2 separate regions of the Mus musculus genome follow, and region 2 is linked to region 1. The links are chromatin contacts, called in public HiChIP or PLAC-seq maps. All regions are on one chromosome and are shown on one strand. Each heading gives the region's core, a stretch centred on a gene start, on an enhancer-like site or on the middle of the called end of the contact. The rest is flanking DNA. Distances are from core to core; before and after follow the strand shown. Region 1 overlaps Myo5a (myosin VA). Region 2 has its middle 6.5 kb from the start of Leo1.

Region 1 (6,016 bases), core at 544-3,043:
ATGTACACACACAGACAGAGTGAAAAAAATCAGTCAGGTTTAGTGTGAAAAAGGACAAGTAAGAATGTGAGAGAAGGAATACAAGCAGAAAGACAGACCTCAAACTCCATTTGCCCTTTCTCCTCTAGAAGTCAACAGGCTCATTAAATGTAAGAGGGTGCAGTATTCCACGAGAGCACTGTCCTCTAAGGAGCATGTTTAGAATGGAGATGGGGCATAGACATTTCTAACTAAAACTGGGCTATCATAATGGCCTAACAGCTAAAGCTACTTGCCACTAGGCTCCTTTCTGGCTTCTTCAGGCACTACACCAACTTGGTGCACATTCATACATGCAGATAAAATACTCATAAACATAAATAAGTCAATAAACCAAGATGTAAGCCCATCACTTTAACCCCCACCACATCCACACAACCTGCTCTTCCTATAGAACAAAGGAAACCTCATCTCTAGAAAGGAAACTGCCAACCTTCTATCTCTCAGAACAAATCCTTGTGGTCATCCTAACTCTCGCTTCTTTCTTACCCTGCATCACGTTCCCAGTCCCATCTTAAATCTATTCCCTACTCAACATCTTCTCTAATACTTTCAACTAAGTCTCTGTTCCTCATTCAAATCATTGAATAGCCTCCTACCTGTTTCATCTCCAGAGTTCTATGCTTGCTTGCTTGCTTGCTCTGTTTTGTTGCCATAAAGTTACTGTAATAGGATTTCAACCTTGTAGAAGCTACACACACTGTAAAATGAACTCCTGCTTACGCATCGCTCACACCCAGGAGCTGCCCATTTGCTCTGTTTCTCTATTTCTCCCATTCTAATATTTTCTGCAACATTTTGAGTATAGGTTGTAAACATGTGTACTTTCACAGCCTTCACAACATTTGTTAAGCTTTGTTCTTATCTATTTATAATGGTCAAAATCAGGAAAGCTAATATTGCTACAATAACACTACCAGTTTAATCAATGATCCTATTGATAGGTGATAAGCATAAGCTTCATTTACTTTTATTCTTTGTTTGTTTGTTTGTTTGTTTGTTTGTTTTTGAGACAGGGTTTCTCTGTATAGCCCTGGCTGTCTTGGAACTCACTTTGTAGACCAGGCTGGCCTCGAACTCTGAAATCCGCCTGCCTCTGCCTCCCAAGTGCTGGGATTAAAGGTGTGTGCCACCACTGCCCGGCTACTTTTATTGTTTATCAGGCTTTGTTTGTTGAGTGGAACTTGTGTCTGGTTTGCTGCTGTATCATATCCAGGACAGTGCCTGGTGTTTGGATTGTGATTAAGAAATTTCTGTCAATAATGATAAGTTATATCTCCTCTAAAGATATGAGGGGTCTGTAGGAACAGCGGTGATGTGAAACACCAAGACTCACACCCAGGAAAGCTGGCATGTTTATTTGGTAAAATAAAAGAAAGAAAGAAAGAAAGAAAGAAAGAAAGAAAGAAAGAAAGAAAGAGAGAGAGAGAGGGAGGGAGGGAGGGAGGGAGGGAGGGAGGGAGGGAGGGAGGGAGGGAGGGAGGGAGGGAGGAGTGATTCTGCAGCAGACTCCCGACTAAACCAAAGCAGACACACTCTGGTGGCTGTAGCAGATTTTATGGGTACAGACTTATTAATATGTGATAAACATTCTAACTAACTGAAACATATTTCAAGCTTTCTACAAAAGAAAACTAGGCAAAGGGGGAACACCAAACCAAACAACCTTGAGTTAAGAAATGACACTGGCTGACTCACGGGGATATCATGTGGGATAAAGAGAGTGCCAGGAAAGCAGTTGAATCTCCTGACATTTGAGTGTTGCCACGGCAATGATGAAAACCACGCTTTCAGACTTGAGATCAGCACTGAGGCTGAGACTGTGTTACATGCACGAGGCTCTTGCTCTGACCCTTTGAGCCAAAGGAAGTATTTTCTGAGGATTGTAAAGTTCTTTAAGTATAAAACTTTTCAGAGATCAAATTCAGAGTCTAGCAGTCCGTGGGATTCCCTCACTGACTAGTGTGACTCAGGCCGTCCTGAGTGGTGCCAGCATTGCACTGCAATGCTCTGAAACTAGAAAAATCAAGTACTGGTAGATTCTGTTCAGCTGAAGGAAAATGTATTCACAGATGGAATTTTCTAAACATTAAGCTTTAAACTTTGGATATTCATTACTGTTTTATAGTAGTACTGAGCATACTATAACATATACTGCTAATTCACTGCCATTTTATACTTAATATGCTAATATTTTATACTTAATATGCTAATATTTGACTAACTGAATTTGAACAATGATCTTCCTATTGATAAGACCTTAGAAAAATTATAGAACTTCCCTAAGCCTCAGTTTTACCAACTGCAATACAGTTTATAACAACACAAATTCAAAAAGTTATGAAGATAAATTTTGTTAATAAATCAAAAATAGCTAATCAACAACTTGTGAGGAGATAGCACATGGTTAACTCTGGTACTTATTATAAGTACTATTATTATTAAAAGGGTATAATGACTTCTATGGGTACTTTAGTTGAAATAATTATAAAATTCTATCACACTTTGGTCCAAAAATGTGTACTGGTTGCAAAAGAGAAAATAAAAGCCTCTACAGCATCTATTTTATATTTTCTATTTTATAGACTGTTTTCAGGATTTCCCACATCATATTATGCCAATTTCCTCCCTGTAAGCCTAAGAAACTAGTTTTGTTTTGTTTTTTTTCCAGTGCACTCACCCTTTCACATTATATGATATCATTTATTATTCAGGGCATAATTTTATCTTGAAAGTGCTCTATTTTCCATTCTTTGCCCTCAAACTGTTAAAGCTCTGTGGGTGATATGAGACACACTCTGCAGAGGTATACACAAATAACTGATGTTCTGTTTTATATTTTTCATTGCTATCATACAGATTACTAGTCCTTTTAGTTTGTCTGTTACTGTGCTGAGTGACACTAGGGAAGTTATTTAATGCTATACAACTAAACTTTAACTCTCTCACCTATAAAACACAATATCTGTCCTTGCTTAGTCACAAGAACATGATGAGATTCCAAAGGCAATTTTTAAACAAACTATATAATCGGTTTATAAATGTGAGATTTTAATATTTAATTGAATAGTTCAGACACTTTGATATAAATTGGTCAAAGATACTTGTAACTATTTACAAGTTCTTTTCTCTTTAAATTATCCATGACACAGCAAAGAATAAAACTATCTTATCTAACAAGAGCCATGCAATGACAATACACGTTCCTACCAACCTTGCCATTTGCTTGTAAGCCTCTTCAGCTACTGCGAAGATGTGAGGATCCATGTCACCCATGTTCTGGCCACTGTAGGCATTAATAATATCTTCTCCATAAATAGGCAGCTGCTCATAGGGATTTATAGCTACCAGAACTATTCCTGAGAGAGGAGGATGAGAAAGAAAATGACATCAATCATCTCCTACAGGGCACATTGTTTCAGCTTGGTTCACATTAAACTAATCAATTACTCAAAGGTCAAAATACACCACAGTCTTAGGTATTCTAAATTATTGTACATAGTCCTAACTGATCTGGACTAGACTCTTTAAAATAATGTGACTTAGCCAGGGGTAGAGCACTTGTCAATCATTTGTAAAGCTCTGGGTTTGATCGCCATGTGGCAAAAAAGAAACAATGTTTTAAATAACTTAAACATTTTTATATTCAGTTTAAAAAAATGGGGGTTTAAGAGAGGGCTCAGGGGTAAGGAGCACTTGCTGATCTTGCAGAGAATTTAGGTTCAGTTCCCAGCACCCATGTTGGGCAGCTCACCACTGCCTGGAACTACAACTCCGAGGAATCTTCTAGACCATCTTCTAGACTTTGTGAGTACCCACAGGCATGTATATACAATCCCCCCACCCCAATAAAAATAAAAAATTCAAAAGCTCATTTCTAAAAATTTATCCAATGAAATAATTAGAGATTCATCTGAAGGATTTTCTTTTAGAAAGATATCACAATGGTCGTCATATAGAAAACAGAAACAAAATATATACTAAAATCATTGTGATTCTACTTAAGCATCGTGCCACATTGCAAAATACATGCTTTTAAAGAATATTAGATGTAAAAGAAAGTAGAGACAAGTGGAGGATCAGAAGTTCAAAGTCATTCTCAGATACAGAATGAGACAGTCAGAACTACATGAGAGGGCTGGAGAGGTGGCTCAGCGGGTAAGAGCACTGACGGCTCTTCCAGAGGTCCTGAGTTCAAATCCCAGCAACCACATGGTGGCTCACAACCATCTGTAATGGAATCTAATGCCTTCTTCTGGTGTGTCTGAAGACAGCTACAGTGTACTTATATATAATAAATAAATACATCTTAAAAAAAAAGAACTACATGAGACACTGGTCTCAAAACAAAAAAAAAAACATAGAAAACCATAACATGTGTAAAATAAATAAATAAATAAATAAATAAATAAATAAATAGAGGGTATGCAAAGTTAAGAGCACTGCTCCCGCAGAGGACCAGGGTTTGGTTCCTAGCATCACATGGTGATTCATAACCATCTGAAACTCTAAGGTCCTCTTCTGACCTCTACAGGCCAGGTACACATGTGTGGTGTACACACATACATGCAGTCAAAACTCGTATACACATAAATCTAGAAGTATAAATTGAAGAAAGATAAGAAAAATATTTAAATAATTGGGGTAAGAAATGTTATCAAGACAGATATATTAGATATAAATTCTTCTGAGAGGAAAAAGTATCTGTATGTGTTTAAACAGACAACAGTGAAGACATGACAAACACAGCATGGTCAGCAAGCCAATGAACACGGGGAATGAATGAACATCCAGATCTGGACCTCAGCAGAGTCATGATCAGTAGGAGAGAGAGAAGATCATGAGGGAAAAGGAGCCAGAGAGGTGGGAGGAAATCAGAAAGAACAAAATAGAATAGAGAAAAACAAAGACAGATGGGGCTGGGAGAAGGTCCACAGCCATACGCCCAGGCTCCAGCTTCATTTCTGAGAAAAGAGTCAGGAACTGGGCTGCTGGCAGCTAACACTGCAGGAGGGAGACAGACACCAAGAGGTGTGGTCCTGGGTGTCACACGTCAGTGAGAAGAAAGGTAGCACTAACTCTGCACCTGCACCACATGCCAGTCCTTGCACATCTGCTCTTCATAGAGCAGAGTTTTACAAAATAAAAAGAATTAGGAACTTCAGCACTAAGTCTGAAATGACTGGGAGGGAGTGTCCCAAAGATGAACCTGTTCTTTAAATGTTGAGCAAAATTATGTATATTCACAAATGACTGTATTTGGCAAGAAATGTAACCAGCTACTGAATATTGGTAAATCTTTCTGATAACTTAGAAGGGATTTTTACATGTATGAGAAATTCAATCATAGCTGGCTCTCCTTGTGTGTATTTCAATCACTACACCCATCAAAGGAAAGCTTACAGCTCATCAGCAAAGCACTTACCACAATACGTATAAATAAGTTTGGAATCGATGAAGCGAACTCGGAGATTATGTAGCACAGCGGGCTCGTGAAGGTAGCTGAGGGCTGTGAGGTCATTTTCTCCAACAAGTATGTCAGGGTTCCGTAAGTGAGGGAGCTCACCGGTCTTTGGGTCTAGACGGTATTCCAAATCCTGGGGACAGACATGCAACATCTGTGTCGGTAGAGGCAACCATGAAGCAGGCCTATGCACGTGATTATTCCTATTTCCGATTTGACTCTTGGCTTTAGAATGTATTTATTTCCTGTCATATTTCCATTATCAGAAAAACTAGTAAAAATGGCAAACAAAAAAGAATGGCTTCTTTTTCATCAGAATAAATCTGTGTAAATAATTTAAGATGTTATTTTCGCATTTCTTTATGTGTATGCATGTGTGCACTGTGTGTGGGTACAGGATGAAGTTATCTAGAGAGGCACTAGGTTCCCTAGGCTTGGAATTACAAGCATGAGCTGCCAAATGCAGATGCAGGGAACTGATCTCTGACCCTCTGGAAGAGCAACACACACTCT
Region 2 (5,776 bases), core at 579-3,078, 310 kb before region 1:
ACCTGAGGAACCGTAGGATAGGCAGGGGAGAAATGCCATCATTCATTCACTTTTTTAAAAGATTCATTATTTTTATGTACACACACACACACACACACACACACACACACACACACACACACACACCCTGCTTATCTCTACATGTACCACCAGCAGAAGCCAGAAGAGGGCATCATATCCCCTGGAACTGGAGTTGTGAACCACTTAAAATGGATGCTAGAACCCAACCTCAAATCTTCAATATAGTACTAGCTCATAACTGCTAAGCCATCCCTCCTGCTCCACTACTGCCTTTTTAAAAATACCTTCTGGGTTTTGTATAAAGTATCTTCTAAAATTAAAGTCAAATTTAGAAATACTAAAAAGTTACCAAATGCCAGTGGTGCATAATTAGTTCTGAGTGCAGAGATTTTCTTTTGTTCTGTTTTCTACACTTTCCTACAATGGGAATATATTAGAATAAGCAAGGGCATTTTTATTTTTATCTCGTAGGACAGACTGTGTTGTGTTTTTCCTATTAATGTGGCAAGCTGGTTAGGGTTTTGTTTGTCAACTTGACATAAGCTAGAGTCATCTGGAAAGACACACTCTCAAGTAAAACTATGCATCTATCAGACTGGCCTGTAGGTAAGCTGTGGGGGCATTTTCTCGATTAATGGTTGATGTGGGAGGGCCCAGTGCATTTTGGGTGGTAAGTAATACCACCTGTGCAGGTGGTATTACTTCTAAGTCCCCTCCCCTTGCTACTACAGCAGCTGACCTCATCCTGTCTGCTGGTCGAGGTCTTTCCAGGACACAGCTCCCTGGTAACCCTCAACAGGCAGGAAGTAACTAAAGCCAGCCCCTTCCCAAGCCCCTTTTCTAACCAACAAAAGAGCCACCTTAATTTCTCTCCTAAGAAACGCTTTCTGATTTAATAATGTAAGTAAGTAATACTACCTGGGCAGGTAGTTCTGTCATATGCCAAGCCCGGGAGCAGCACTCCTCCGTGGTTCCCCTTCAGTCCTTGCCTTGAGTTTCTGCCCTGATTTTTCAAGATAGAATGTAAACTGGAAGGTGAAATAGGCTCTTTCCTTCCCAAATCACTTCGAGTCAATGTTACAATAGAAAGTAAACTGACTTTTGGCAAGGGGGATTCTGACAATTGTTTTTATAATTGTAGCAGAAATGCATAATGTAGTATAAACTGAAAGTCACATTAGTTGCCTCTCCCCGCCCCAGGCCTCGTGTGTGTGTGTGTGTGTGTGTGTGTGTGTGTGTGTGTGTGTGTGTGTGTGTGTACACACTTGGTACCATAAAACGTATTTGGATATGAAGCTAGTTTCCATATAGAAGAGTTTTCTGGGTATTTAGAAACAGACACTTCCCGAAATTAAGTTTAAGCTTTTTTTCTCAAAATAATGACAACTATTCTGTCCTTAACCCTCATTTTTTTTCCCCCACTGCCATGTATCAACTGGGTTTTTAGGAGGTTCTATTGTCTACTTCAAAGCCCTGGTAAATTTCCGATGTAAATGAGAGTTTAGACAAGAAAAGATGAATGTGGAAAGTGTCTGGGTACACTTCCTATGAAAATGTGTATTTATGTGGAGAAAAAGAGGAAAAACAAACCACATCAAACAGAAGAACGTTATTAAATCAGAAAGCGTTTCTTAGGAGAGAAATTAAGGTGGCTCTTTTGTTGGTTAGGAGCCTTTCCCTCCGACGCAAAGGGGCTTGGGAAGAGGCTGGCTTTAGTTACTTCCTGCCTGTTGAGGGTTACCAGGGAACTGTGTCCTGGAAAGACCTCTCGGCCAGCAGGCAGGATGAGGTCAGCTGCTTCAGTAGCAAGGGGAGGGGACTTAGAAGACAGAAACCCGCGGAGGAGGCGGGACCCGACGGGAGGAGAGTGACAGCTGTAAGAATACCCAGTACCCGGATGGAGAGACCAGAGGACAATAGATAGGGGAAAGGAGAGGAAAGGACATCTTTAAAGTGCCTAATGAAATCGTGGTGTTAAGGAGGACAGGGAGAGGACTAGAGGGATGATGGCTCAGTGGTTAAGTGTGTGTGTGTTTACCCCTCTGACTGTGGGCTCTGTAGACTAGGCTGGTCTTGAACACTGGTGGAGCACGCCTTTAATCTCAGCACTCAGGAGGCAGATCTCTGAGTTCGAAGCTAGCCTGGTTTACAGAACAAGCTCCAGGACAGCCCAGGGCTACACAGAGAAACCCTGTCTCACTCCGGCTCCCAAAATGGAGACAAAAGTGGGAGAACACTTCCCAACTTCTAAAACATGAGGGAGAAAGTCAAAGTCAGGAAAATCTACTCCCTTGCAACGTATGTGCTTTGGGGAAGGTTGAAGGGAGACAGGGTTTCTGTGTGTAGCCTTAGTTGTCTTGGTACTCGCTCTGTAGACCAGGCTGGCCTTAAACTCAGAGATCCCTCCTGACCCTTAGCTTTTCCTCTAGGCTCCGCCCAACAGTTACCTAGCAACAGCCAGGTAGGAGCTTGGCTTTCTATAAAAGGACTGTTTGGCCTCTCCCTCTCTCCCTCTCCTCTTCTCTCCTCTCCCTCTTCCCCTCCTCTCCGCTCATGTGTTCCTGGCCAGCCTCTTCCCTTCTTTCTTTCCTCTCTCTTTTTGTCCTTCTCTGTCCCCTTTCTTTCTCTGCCTCTACTCCCTTCCCCGCACCCCCTTCCCTTGTCCCAAATAAACTTCATTTTATACTAGACCTGTCATATGGCTGATACCTCAGGGGAGATGGCCCAGCATGGACCCGCTAAGGCACCCCCGACACACACACACACCCATCATGCAACCGCATTACAAATCATGTCTCTGAGTGCTGAGATTAAAGGTGTGGTGCACCACAACGACCCGGCGAGCATGATTGTTTTTAAAGGCAGTTTCATGTAGCCCAGGCATACTCCTATCCAGCTCCTGAGACAGTTCTCTCACTCAGGAGGTGAGGCAGGCAGATCTCTGAGTTAAAAGGGCTGGCCTGGTCTACAGAGCTCCAGGACAGCCAGGGCTACACATAGAAACCCTGTCTCAAAAATAGATAGATAGATAGATAGATAGATAATATAATATAATATAATAAAATAGACTTGGCCCAAAGACAAAACTGAAACAGTCTCCTTATAGTGGCACTGCCCAGATTAAATCTGTCTGGTGTATTTCCTTATTTAACTGGTTATTTTAGAATCCTGCGTAAACACAGAATGCCATCTCAGCAGAGGGTGGGAACTCCTGTGCCTGCTCCGCTGGCCCTGTATATTTCCTCTCTCATGGGCGTCACTGGGAGGAGACTGGCTTCAGGCCTCAATTACAAAAGCATTGAAGGCTTTACCAGTAATGTGGCAAAAGGCCACAAGAGGGTGATAGTTATTGGTTTTATTGTTGGTTTCCTGGTGGGTTTTGTTTTGTTTTAAGAGAGCCCTCTCATTAGGGAGCCCTGGCTAACCTGGGTCTCACGATCCTCCAGCCTCAACCTCCAAAAAACTGGGGTTACAGGCAAGTACCACTACACCTGGCTGTTGATTCAGTTTTAAAGAACAGCTGCTACCGTTTTAGGAAAATGTAAAATGGGACACTTCCCCTAAAGAGTCCACTGAAGGTTTTGTTTCCTCGACTGTAATTTATTCCCTTACTTACCAGGAAATGACAGTTGGGGATGTCCCTTACCTTGAGCGGGTGTGACATTTTAGTTAATCATGACTCACACTGATGTGTGGGTAAATTCTCAGCTTTCAAATGTGGGAACATAGGAGTTTGTCTTGCTGCTGCATTGTGTGAATACTGAGAATCAAACCAGGGCCTCAAGCAAAGGAAGGTTCTCTCCCGAACAGGCTGCATCTGCACACACCATTATCTACTACTTAGTGGAGGAATAGATTATAATCTTAGACTTAAAATGGCAAGAAAAACTAAGCAAAGGAAAATAGAATACAGATGATGCCGCCAAACCCATAAGACTTTTAGAAACTATGTTATTCTTTTTTTAAAAAAAAAAGATTTATTTATTTTATGTATGTGAGTACACTGTAGCTGTACAGATGGTTGTGAGCCTTCATGTGGTTGTTGGGAATTGTATTTAGGACCTCTGCTCACTCCAGTCAACCCTGCTTGCTCTGGTCAACTCTGCTCGCTCAGTCCCTGCTCCCTCTGGCCCAAAGATTTACTTATTATTATAAATAAGTCCACGGTAGCTACTTCAGATACACCAGAAGAGGGCGTCAGATCTCATTACAGGTGTTTGTGAGCCACCATGTGGTTGCTGAGATTTGAACTCAGGACCTTCAAAAGAGCAGTCAAGTGCTCTTATCTGCTGAGCCATCTCACCAGCCCAACTATGTTAATCATTACAAGTTATTTTTCTAGACAGAAGCAAGTCTTCAGACCAGAAGAGGGGATTGGATCCCATTACAGATGGTTGTGAGCTACCTTGTGGTTGCTGGGAATTGAACTCAGGACCTCTGGAAGAGCTTCATCCACTGAGTGCTGGGGTAACAGATATGAGCCACCGCATGGTGTTTTTAGTTAATTTTGTCATGTTGTGGATTGAACCCAGTGCCATACACGTGTCACATGGTAACTGAACTATGCCCTCAGACCCTGAAGCTAGCTTTTATTTTTTTTTAGTCATGTGCATATGTGTATGTATAGGTATGTGCCTGAGTATGTGAGTACAGTGCCCACAGAATGCAGAAGAGGGCAGCCAATCCAATGGAGCCTGAGTTACAGGCGGTTGTAAGTTGCCTGATGTTGGTTCTGAAAACTGAATTCAGGTCTTCTGCAAGCGCAGTAAACGCCCTTCTCACGCCTCAGCTATTTCTCCTTGTCTTCCCTAGGTTTATTCTGATTATTGTTTAAAACAAAACAAAAACAAAACCCCAAAACAAACAAAAAAAAAAAAAACAAATTTCTCCCTCTTCTTCTCCCCCTTCCCCGCCCAACCCCCACCCCCATTCTCTTCTCTCAGCACAGGCCATTATGTGGTTAGAAAGGGTGATTTTTCTAAAACATGTGATCAGAATGTGATTAGGGAAGTCTGTGTGTGTGTGTGTATGTGTGTGCTGCCAAAAGATGAATTATCTTCAAATGCCCTTTCTTCTCTGTTCACAGCAAGCAGAGAAAGAATATGTGTGCACCGTGCTTTCGTTCCTGTAACAATTACCTGAACATATTATTGTGTGTGTGTGGTGGATGGGTGTGTGTGGTGGTGGAGGGGGCAGGATGACCTGAAGAATATACTTTGAATTGTCAGAAAAGCTTTCCTCTGGGATATGAGATTACAGAGACGTCTTATGTTGCAATTGTTCTGTTTCTGAAATGTTTCAGGAGACATCCTGTGGGCCGTGGCGGTACACACCTATGACTCCAGCCATCCATGAGGTGAGGGGAGGGCAGGAGAATTCCAGGTTTGAGGACAGCCTGGGTGACATAGCAAGACTGTGCCTCAAAGAAAAAGAAGCCAGCAGTGTAGCTCAGAGGTTGAAAATTGGCCTGCATTCATGAGGCCCTAGCTTGGATCCATCGCACTGGACAAAAAGAATCTAGGCTACTTGTACAATGCAGAAAGAACTGAAATGGAGGGGAGAGGGGATGGTCAGGAAAGACGATGAATACTGAAGTCTTCTTTCTTTGTTCTGGAGTCTCCCACCAAGGTCTGCTTGTTCACTCAAGGCCCTACCCCACCCCATCCCACCCCACCCCACCCCACCCCACCCCCTACCCCACCCCACCCCAAAATCCCAGGCCCCTCAGGGTTCTTCCTTCCTTCTTGATTGCCCC

Evidence for each region. HiChIP or PLAC-seq counts read pairs in DNA pulled down with a chosen protein or histone mark.
Region 2: a contact with region 1 is called in a CTCF HiChIP or PLAC-seq map of the NIH/3T3 cell line, with 6 read pairs. The contact joins two enhancer-like sites.

What each region holds. Positions count from the first base shown.
Region 1 is chr9:75,120,293-75,126,308 of GRCm38.p6, reverse strand. It overlaps Myo5a (myosin VA), which reads right to left. Exons shown (of 41, transcript NM_010864.2): 3 at 5,465-5,636; 4 at 3,254-3,398. Among named protein-coding and RNA genes, the nearest start is that of Myo5a, 52 kb to the right of the region's middle. Within about 2 kb of position 1,793, at least 73 of the 459 cell types and tissues checked have an H3K27ac peak or open chromatin away from gene starts, as enhancers often do. A contact at or near this core is called in the NIH/3T3 cell line, where this site is marked.
Region 2 is chr9:75,432,168-75,437,943 of GRCm38.p6, reverse strand. No RefSeq gene overlaps it. Among named protein-coding and RNA genes, the nearest start is that of Leo1, 6.5 kb to the left of the region's middle. Within about 2 kb of position 1,828, at least 307 of the 459 cell types and tissues checked have an H3K27ac peak or open chromatin away from gene starts, as enhancers often do. A contact at or near this core is called in the NIH/3T3 cell line, where this site is marked.